Linked DNA regions of Xenopus laevis: region 2 is linked to region 1. Evidence: chromatin contacts called from public Hi-C data. All regions are on one chromosome and are shown on one strand. Each heading gives the region's core, a stretch centred on a gene start, on an enhancer-like site or on the middle of the called end of the contact. The rest is flanking DNA. Distances are from core to core; before and after follow the strand shown.

What was found. A called contact is a pair of places that touch in the nucleus more often than the background predicts.
Region 2: a contact with region 1 is called in a Hi-C map of the XL177 cell line, with 4 times the contacts expected there. The contact joins the promoter of krt12.4.L here to the promoter of krt17.L in region 1. A contact is called at or near these places in 2 of 4 Hi-C or Micro-C datasets (the XL177 cell line and the XTC cell line).

What each region holds. Positions count from the first base shown.
Region 1 is chr9_10L:1,089,752-1,094,220 of Xenopus_laevis_v10.1, forward strand. krt17.L (keratin 17 L homeolog) reads left to right here and starts at 2,248. Exons shown (of 8, transcript NM_001094941.1): 1 at 2,248-2,782; 2 at 2,932-3,014; 3 at 3,637-3,793; 4 at 4,049-4,210; 5 at 4,296-4,421. The coding sequence starts at 2,294.
Region 2 is chr9_10L:1,277,872-1,282,340 of Xenopus_laevis_v10.1, forward strand. It overlaps krt12.4.L (Keratin 12, gene 4 L homeolog), which reads left to right and starts at 1,845. Exons shown (of 8, transcript NM_001086376.1): 1 at 1,845-2,310; 2 at 2,762-2,844; 3 at 3,129-3,285; 4 at 3,416-3,577; 5 at 3,957-4,082; 6 at 4,182-4,399. The coding sequence starts at 1,885.

The DNA of each region.
Region 1 (4,469 bases), core at 998-3,497:
GGAAGTTAGACATGAATGTTATTCAGGCAATCTTACAGACCAATGCTTTGGCTGGAAAAAGAAATCTCTGGGGTGAATGGGCCTATTGAAGCACTAGGAATGTATTCCAGAAGAAACCATGTTTGAAGGGGAGGCAATCGAAACGAATACTGCAAAAGGCAAGGCAAGAAATAATAATGGGATGAGTGAGAAAGTGGTAAATTCGACAGATGTAGATGCAAAGAGAAAAGTTGAGCTCACCATTAAACACCGACTTTGATGGCATTCGTGGTGATAGTGAAAATAATTTTTTGTGTGGTTTACAACACTTTTAAAATTCCACCTTTAATAAATGGGCTCCTTCACCTGTAAATGACCAGTTAAATGTATGATACCAGACTTGGATTTGGATTTGTCAGTCTTTACACGTTTTTGAAAATTGGCTTCAGATATACAGTAAGCTCTTTCACAACTGTCAGATGAGTCTCAAAAGTCTAGAACCAATTTACTATATAACATGCCACCCTTCTGTCCTACCTGGCCATGCTGAAAAGTCTCTTTCTTAATTTCCATTTTGATCCCTTAAATGCAATAACGAGGGTATAATAAACAAAAATTGCCTTTTTTTAAGCCATATCCTACATTTAGAAGGAATTGGTACAAAAGTATAGCTCACTAGGCCTAATGCCCATCCCTGCAGATGCAAATTTATGTAATGTTTGTGCCTAATGTCCCAGTTTCCTCTGGGTAAGATTATTAATTGTATTTATTCACTGTGAATCTATTCTGCTATATCTCCAAGACATCATAAACAGCTCTGTTGCATGGCACACTACAATTTCCTTAATTATATGATGCTTTTGGAAAATGAGATTAATAAAATACCAACACATTATATCAGCACAGGCTAAACAGAACAGAGCATATCATTTTCTAATAATACGATAATGAAACTTTATATTTTGGGGATATGGAACACATAATTGTTGTTGTCTTCAGCAAATCTCATAAATGTTGTTTGAGCTGGGTACATAATGATATAAGGTAGTGTACGATTAATTACTCAAAGACATTCCCAGACTGTGGTTTGTAATTAGTTTAATTCTCAGGCATGGTGTATACAATGGTGAATTACCACAAGCACCTCAACTATGTCTTTCACTAAGAGTGGAGAGCACACTTTAGCATGCAAGACTTAACCATATACAGTATCTGGCTTAAGAGCTGCTCTTACCACTGAGATTATATAGTGAGTGGAAATAATGAGCAAAGCCTAAAAGTTCCATTCTTTGTGTTTAGAACAATAACGTAACCATAACTGCTCAAAATATTTTATCCATTAAGGGTATATTGATGTTTTGTTAGTAGAGAGACTAAGTCACCCTGATGGGATCCATATATTTAGTGTGCGTCGTAGGCTCTGCAGGTGGGATTCTTTTCTTGCTACTTGAATTTATGGATCATCATTGTGAACTAGGTTCTAGTTTTGGGTTGGTCTATAGAGTAGAGAAGAACATTACGGGTAACTGCTTGAGACTGAGACTAATTCTGGACTGGGCACTATCTGCAAGAAATGTGTATGTTGTCCCAATGTCTATGTTGGTTTTCTCCAGGTACTCTGATTTCTTCCCACACTCCCAAAACACACAGTCATGTTGTTTGAATCTTGATAAAACTGACCCTAGTGTGTGTGATAGGGACCTTAGATTGTAGGCTTCACTGGGGTAGGAACTGATGTGAATGATGAATAATCTTTGTAATGTGCTACCTAAATGTCTGCACAAATAACATAACAATGGGGATATGGATGAACGAGAGAAGTGGTCATTATTTTCAGAATATAACACAAGTTTAGTTTTCATATAAGTCCTCAAACTTTCCAAAGAAGGGAGGGGTGCATCAAAACTCTTACTTTGTCCTTGGTTAGGCATAGAGGAATGATGCATAGCCTTAGAAAAAATCTTCCCTTATTCATTGTGATTCACTATTCTTTTTTGTTTTATGAACGAATGCAGCCACACATTCATTGAAATCTGTCGCAACTCTATGTAAATGGGTTAAGGGAACAGTAGAAGGTGGGGGGGCAGAGGTAGTGAGACATTTATGAAAACGTCTGAGGTAATCAAATATCTTTGTTTTAATACAAATGTTGGCACAGAAATCAAAGCTGATGACTCTGCGGAGGGACTGATCCTTGAGAGAGACACACACCCACATCCTTTAATATAAAGGCGAAAGACATTTATCCGGATTCACTGCAGTCAACAGCTAACATCAACTTTGTGGCTCTCAAGATTCTCCTTTAAAAAACACCATGTCTTCATATTCTGTCAGGCAGACAACATCCTCCAGCTCCATAAAGGGCCTTGGAGGCTTAGGAGGTGGCTCCAGCAGAGTATCTGGTGTTTTCAGGGCACCAAGCATCCATGGTGGCAGTGGTGGCCAAAATGTCTCCTTCTCCACCGCAAGAATGGTTTCTGGCATAGGTGGAGGATATGGAAGCTGTGGTGTTGATGCTGGTCTAGGAGGCGGCTACATTTCTAACTATGGTGGGGGCTATGGTTCTGGCTATGCATTTGGAGGAGGTATGGCTGGAGGAGAAGGCCTTATTTCAGGAAGTGAAAAGTATACCATGCAGAACCTAAATGATCGTTTGGCTGCATATCTTGAAAAGGTGCGCTCCCTGGAGAAAGCAAATGGAGAACTGGAAATCAAGATAAGAGATTGGTATCAGAAGCAAGCACCCGGTCCAGCCACCGACTATAGTCATTACTACAAGATGATTGAGGATCTCCGCAACAAGGTAAAATAATGTTCAGCAAATAATCTGACTAAGTTTTCATTCTCATTAAATCTTCCATAGGATAAGTGTTGATTGGGGAGGGTTGTTTTATAATTTAGTATATATAACAGCATCTCATAATTCAGAATAAATATATTCCTAACCAATAGATTCTTGGTGCAACGATGGACAACGCAAGTCTTCTTCTCCAGATTGATAATGCTAAACTGGCTGCTGATGACTTCAGAACCAAGTAAGAACTCAAGCAAATCCCATCACATTTTACTTAATCGTGTTGCCTTTAATAGTCCAGGTTATTGTTTCTGACCACAATTGTCATTTATGGTGAACAAGGTATATTATGAGAGTGTCAAACAAAAACTATATCAGACTTACAATCTCCCCTCAGAGCACATATTGATATGGATTTGTATTTTAGGCTTACCCATATCTAATAACCCATAGCAACCAATCAGAGGTGTGTTTTCAAACAGCTGTCCAGGGAAAGCTGCTGATTGGTAACTAGGGGTAAACATTAAACAATGTATTCCATTACCTCATTGAGATTCTGTTGCAGAAGATTCATTAAAGAGAAATAGACTTGCTTTTTCAGGAAAATTACCTGTAGATAGGGCTCACCCGATACCTGGGCTTTCCGGTGACAGAAATTCAAATAGCTTTGGGGCAATGTAACACAGACACAGTGGTTTCCCAGTTCTGGACCAGCCTTAAAAATAGCAGATCAGAAAATGCTGTATGCTGCATATGTTGAAGACAACCGTCTTTAGCAACATATGTCTTTGGCCTATCACCAAGGACAAATGCTGTAAAGGCGCATTTCTTGTAAAAAAAACAAAAAACTCCTGTTTTTCAAGGTATGAGACTGAACTTGCTCTTCGTATGAATGTTGAGGCTGACATCAATGGCCTACGCAGAGTCCTGGATGATTTGACCATAGCCCGATCTGACCTGGAGATCCAGATTGAAAGTCTTAAGGAGGAACTTGCATATCTGAAGAAAAACCATGAGGAAGTAAGATGAGACATATTTCAATGTACTGTATTTGTGCATTTACTATAGTCTTGGCATGCATTAGTACAGGGTGAGTCGATATATAGATGTTGAGGTATATCTTATGCAGCGAACACAATTAGGAAGTCAACCCCAAAATGAAAACTTGCAAAGACTGAGTTAAAACTTAAACACAATGAATGGTAGCAAATGGGGTTACTTCAATATTTGCCAGCATCAGCAAAAAAATTGAAATGCTCAATATCTGACCTGCAGGAAATGAATGCTCTACGTGGACAAGCTACTGGCCAGGTGAATGTGGAGATGGATGCTGCACCTGCTGCCGACCTAACAAAGACTCTGTCTGAAATGAGGAATCAGTATGAGAACCTAGCTGAGAAGAATAGGCGAGAGGTAGAAGAATGGTACTTTAAAAAGGTAAGTCAATACTTCACAACAGAAATGTGAAGATTTTTTTATATGTAAATACACACCACTCCATCATCTTTATCTCCCTTCACAGACTGAAGAGCTCAACAAAGAAGTTGCCAGCAGCAGTTCACTGATCCAGACCAGCAAGACAGAAATTACAGACCTGAAACGTACTTTGCAGAGCTTAGAGATAGAGCTTCAAACACAACTAAATATGGTGAGATCTCACACAATGGTAAAGTGATTTATAGGGAAACCCTTCCAA
Region 2 (4,469 bases), core at 595-3,094, 190 kb after region 1:
AGCAAAACCAGTTTATTGGCTTTATTTAATGACATTTACATGAATGTTAATTAGACTTAAGGTATAGAAATCGAAATAAGGGAAATATTCCTTATCTGGAAGACCTCAGGTCCCAAGCACTCTGGGTATACCTTATTAAGGATCTATAGGGTGACAAGGTGTGTGTAGAGATTAGGAATTGCTGGGATGGAATTCAGATGAAGGCAATTACTCAGTGGATAGTATGTTTATTATAATGTTGAAGTGATGTTTTGGGGCAGTTGGTCTTCATTGTTTTATTTTGTAGTATTTGCCTTCCAGTTTGGCTTTTCAGTGACCTTGTCAAGCAGATTAATCCTGAGGCTGGTTACTTGGATTTCTGTTTAATCTTCCAGTCTGTTGGTCAAACCATTGCCTGGTTTCTATGTGCCCCAATAACAACCAGACAACTGTTTCAATTCCAGAGCAGCAGAATAAAAATCTAAAGACCAAAAGGCTGCCCCTTTTATAAAGTCCTAAATATAGAGTTGTACACTTTAAAACCAAGGGCTTTAATATAGAATTCGGTTCTCTTTTAATGGTTTATAGACAAAGATTTTTTTTATTGTTCCTGTTGGCTATTTATAAGCATCTGATAAAAAAAAGGTCTCTTGAAACTTATCAGTGTGTAAATAGATTTTTCCAGGAAATTTTAGCAAAATTTTGGGAAATGTTTTTACACATAAGCTGAAATCAATGCATTGAAATCCACAATCTCCGAGTTTATGCTCAAAATGTCAAGCTTGATTGTCAGCGCTCATTTCTAATTCCGTCACTCACATTTATTTATTTATTTATTTATTCATGTATTTATTTATTTTTACGACTTGCAATTTTGGAAGAGGAATGCTGCTCCTTTCACTTAGTGACCCTCCAGCCCTGGATGAACCTGTCGAACAGCAGCGAGTTCTGAGCACCCTGGCCTCCTTCAGATGAAAATAATTTGTGTAATTACCAGTAACTGTACCATAAAATGATTTAACATCGCTTTTCAGTCATCAATGAGTGAACCAATCTAATCTCGATTTGTGATAGGCTTATGACCAAAAGGAGTGTTATTTAAATATATAGTTATCAATTCTGACATTGTTCACATTAGTCCCTGCCCCAGTGGAGCTTACGATCTATGGTTTCTGTCACATTCACATAGTAGGGTCAGGTTATGAGATTCAGCAGATTTCTGTTTTATCCTTACATAGGCAACTGTTCTGGTAAATAAATATTGGTTCACTGGATGGCATCTATAAATGCTTATAACATGTGCATAACATATACTCCACTGGTCCATAACGCAAAACCCAGACCCCTTGTGCACCTCTAACGGACCTCTAACTCAAGCTGACCTCTGTGACATTACTATACTTGCTTGAGAGAAATTTAACATTTTTGAATGTACTTACAGTATAGTTAAAAAGAAACGTTGACTATATTGTGTGTTTTACGCATTGGAAAATGTTTTTGGGTGAAAATCTCATTTTAGTTTTCTATAAATTGTAGTGAATTAACAGACGTAGAAAAAGCTGCAGATCTTGCTGAAGGAAGCCTGGAGCAAGGTGAGAGTGGTGCTGCAACATCAAGTGAAAATCTTCCAAGAATTTGGCCCAACCAGTTTGTAACCAAGTTTTTGTTTAACAAACACCCTGAGGCTACGTAACTGAATCAAGGCGATTATCCATCTCTCGATCAGTGCAGTGACCTGGCCAAAAAAAGGAATTTTCCATATAGGAGGACGTCCGGTTTGGGAAAAGGACCACCCACCCCAGCATGTGTATATATGTGCATGTACTGGAAGGAGAAAGTTGCATCCTTGCACTCTTTTTTGTCCTAGCTGACTAGTCAGAGAATATCTACCAATAAACATCCATCATGACTTCCTATAGGTCCAGCTCTGCTTCATACTATTCAGGCTCATCTAGCAAAGGTGGCTTTGGAAGCCACAGCTTGGCTGGCAGCAACAGCTATGGAGGCAGCAGCAGCTATGGAGCAGGAGGCAGCAGCTTTGGAGCAGGCTTCAGCAGTGGTGTGGGTTCTGGCTTTTCATCCTCTGGAGGTAACTTTGCCATGGCAGAAGCAGCTAGTTCCAGCTTTGGTGGAAATGAAAAGCATGCCATGCAGAATCTCAATGACCGTCTCGCTTCCTACCTGGAGAAAGTGAGAGCCTTGGAAGCCACCAATAGCGACCTGGAAGGGAAGATCCGTAACTGGTACGATAAGCAATCAGATGCAGGCATTGGTGCTGGGTCTAAAGATTACAGCAAATATTTTGAAATCATCGCTGAGCTGAGGAACAAGGTATAACTGTCTTTTGTACTTACTTTTTAATATTTCTATATATCAACTACAGTTTATGCAGTATTTTCAACTAAGCATGTCGTTAAAGGCTATAGTAGAAATGTTTATCTCGGACTAGAAAAGTGATGTCGTAACTCCCAGCATTCTCCAGGTGGGAGTGCTACTAATGCCCAGAACCCAGCTTGCCTGATTTCCATCTTTGCTTATAATACCTGTATTTAATTTCCAATATATCTAGAAAATAAGTGGAACTGTAATGTCTGTGTAATATTGGTCAGTTTTAAACCCCATTTAAACATTTTAATTGGACACACCCAGAATCCAAACCGTTACTTGCCTAAGGCAGGGGTGGGAATCCAACCTTTTGTGCCCATAACACCTTCCACAAAATATACAGAATGTATACTTCCAGAGGACAAAGTCTTCATTATTTATTTATTTATTTTTTTAGATTCGAGCTGCAACTATTGATAATGCTACAGTGACTCTGCAAATTGACAACGCCAGACTGGCTGCTGATGACTTCAGACTTAAGTAAGTTGTAAACGATTGACTTTTCCAATATCCGTGAAACTTAGATGTGGTGTCCCCAAATAAAGCAGGATTAGGGTGCGCCTAATTTGATCAAGGCCGTGGCCTGAATAGTGTTTTTGGTTTTATTTTAAATTTGGGAATCCTCCTAGATATGCATAGGGGTATTGTTACACTGGTACACCTGGGGGAACCACACAGACAAAGGGTAAACATACACATGAGTTCTACTGCTCAACTCAACTGGTCACTGATTTTTGATGATTTCTCCCCCCCCCCCTTTTAAGGTTTGAGAATGAGCTGGCTCTTCGCCAGAGTGTGGAGGGTGATAGCAATGGCCTTCGTAGAGTCCTAGATGAGCTGATACTCGCTAGAGGGGACTTTGAGTTGCAGATTGAGAGCTTGACTGAAGAGCTGGCCTACCTCAAGAAGAACCACGAGGAGGTGAGCTGATGGGACACACAACCTGCTCTCCCTAAAACCTTTAGTTGTAGAGTTCTATATGATGCTAAATGACTTTTCATTAATGTCTGTTAAGAAAAATGTACTCAAGTGCTTTGATTTGGTTATATAGGAGATGAGCCATGCAAAGAGCCAGAGTGCTGGCAAAGTGAGCGTAGAAATGGACGCTGCTCCAGGTGTGGATCTGACCAGCATTCTGAATAACATGAGAGCTGACTATGAAATATTGGCTGAGAAGAACCGCAGGGATGCAGAGTTATGGTTCAACCAGAAGGTATCCATTTTATTATAAATCCAGCTATTAAAGCAATGAAGGTCTCAATGTAATAGTGTTTGTAACTATATGTAGGGAGTATGGGATATGTCTCGTCTAGCCTCTACCACCATGCCCTTGTAAGTGAGAGGATTCTAGAACCTCATGGAATTTTTTGTCTCTAATAATTTAGACCAGCATAAGGCCCCGTGTAGTCTTTCTGCACAAACCCCTGGTGAGCTAGTATCCTTATACAGCAGGGTCCCATTTTACACTATATGGTGTCTTCAAATACATACTGGCCTATATGTAGAGATGCAATGAGTATACCTAAGTAGTTATTTCTGGCAATGCTTAAGTGGATTTCTTGGATATCTAAAAGTGTATGTTATTATTATAGAGTGGTGAGCTGAAGAAAGAGATTTCCGTTGGTGTTGAACAAGTGCAGGCCAGCAAGAGTGAAATCACTGAGCTGAAACGGTCACTTCAGAGCTTGGAAATTGAGCTGCAATCCCAACTGGCAATGGTAAGTCAGAATCTTAACATTTCAAAATTAAATATAGATGGTCATTTCAAGAACACATCATTAAACCACAATTTTTCTTCCCATCCTCCCCCCCCCCAGAAACAATCGGTTGAAGGTAACCTGAACGAACTACAAGGCTTCTATTCATCACAACTTCAACAAATTCAGAACACTATCGGCAGCCTAGAGGAACAGCTTCTGCAGATCAGGTCTGACATGGAACACCAGAACACAGAGTACAAGCTCCTCCTTGACATTAAGACCAGGCTGGAAATGGAAATTCAAACATACAGGCGCCTGCTGGAGGGAGAACTGGGGTGAGTTCATTGTAAAGAAAATAGGCAAAACTCACTTGGATCACATTGATAGCAACCATTGTATAGTTAC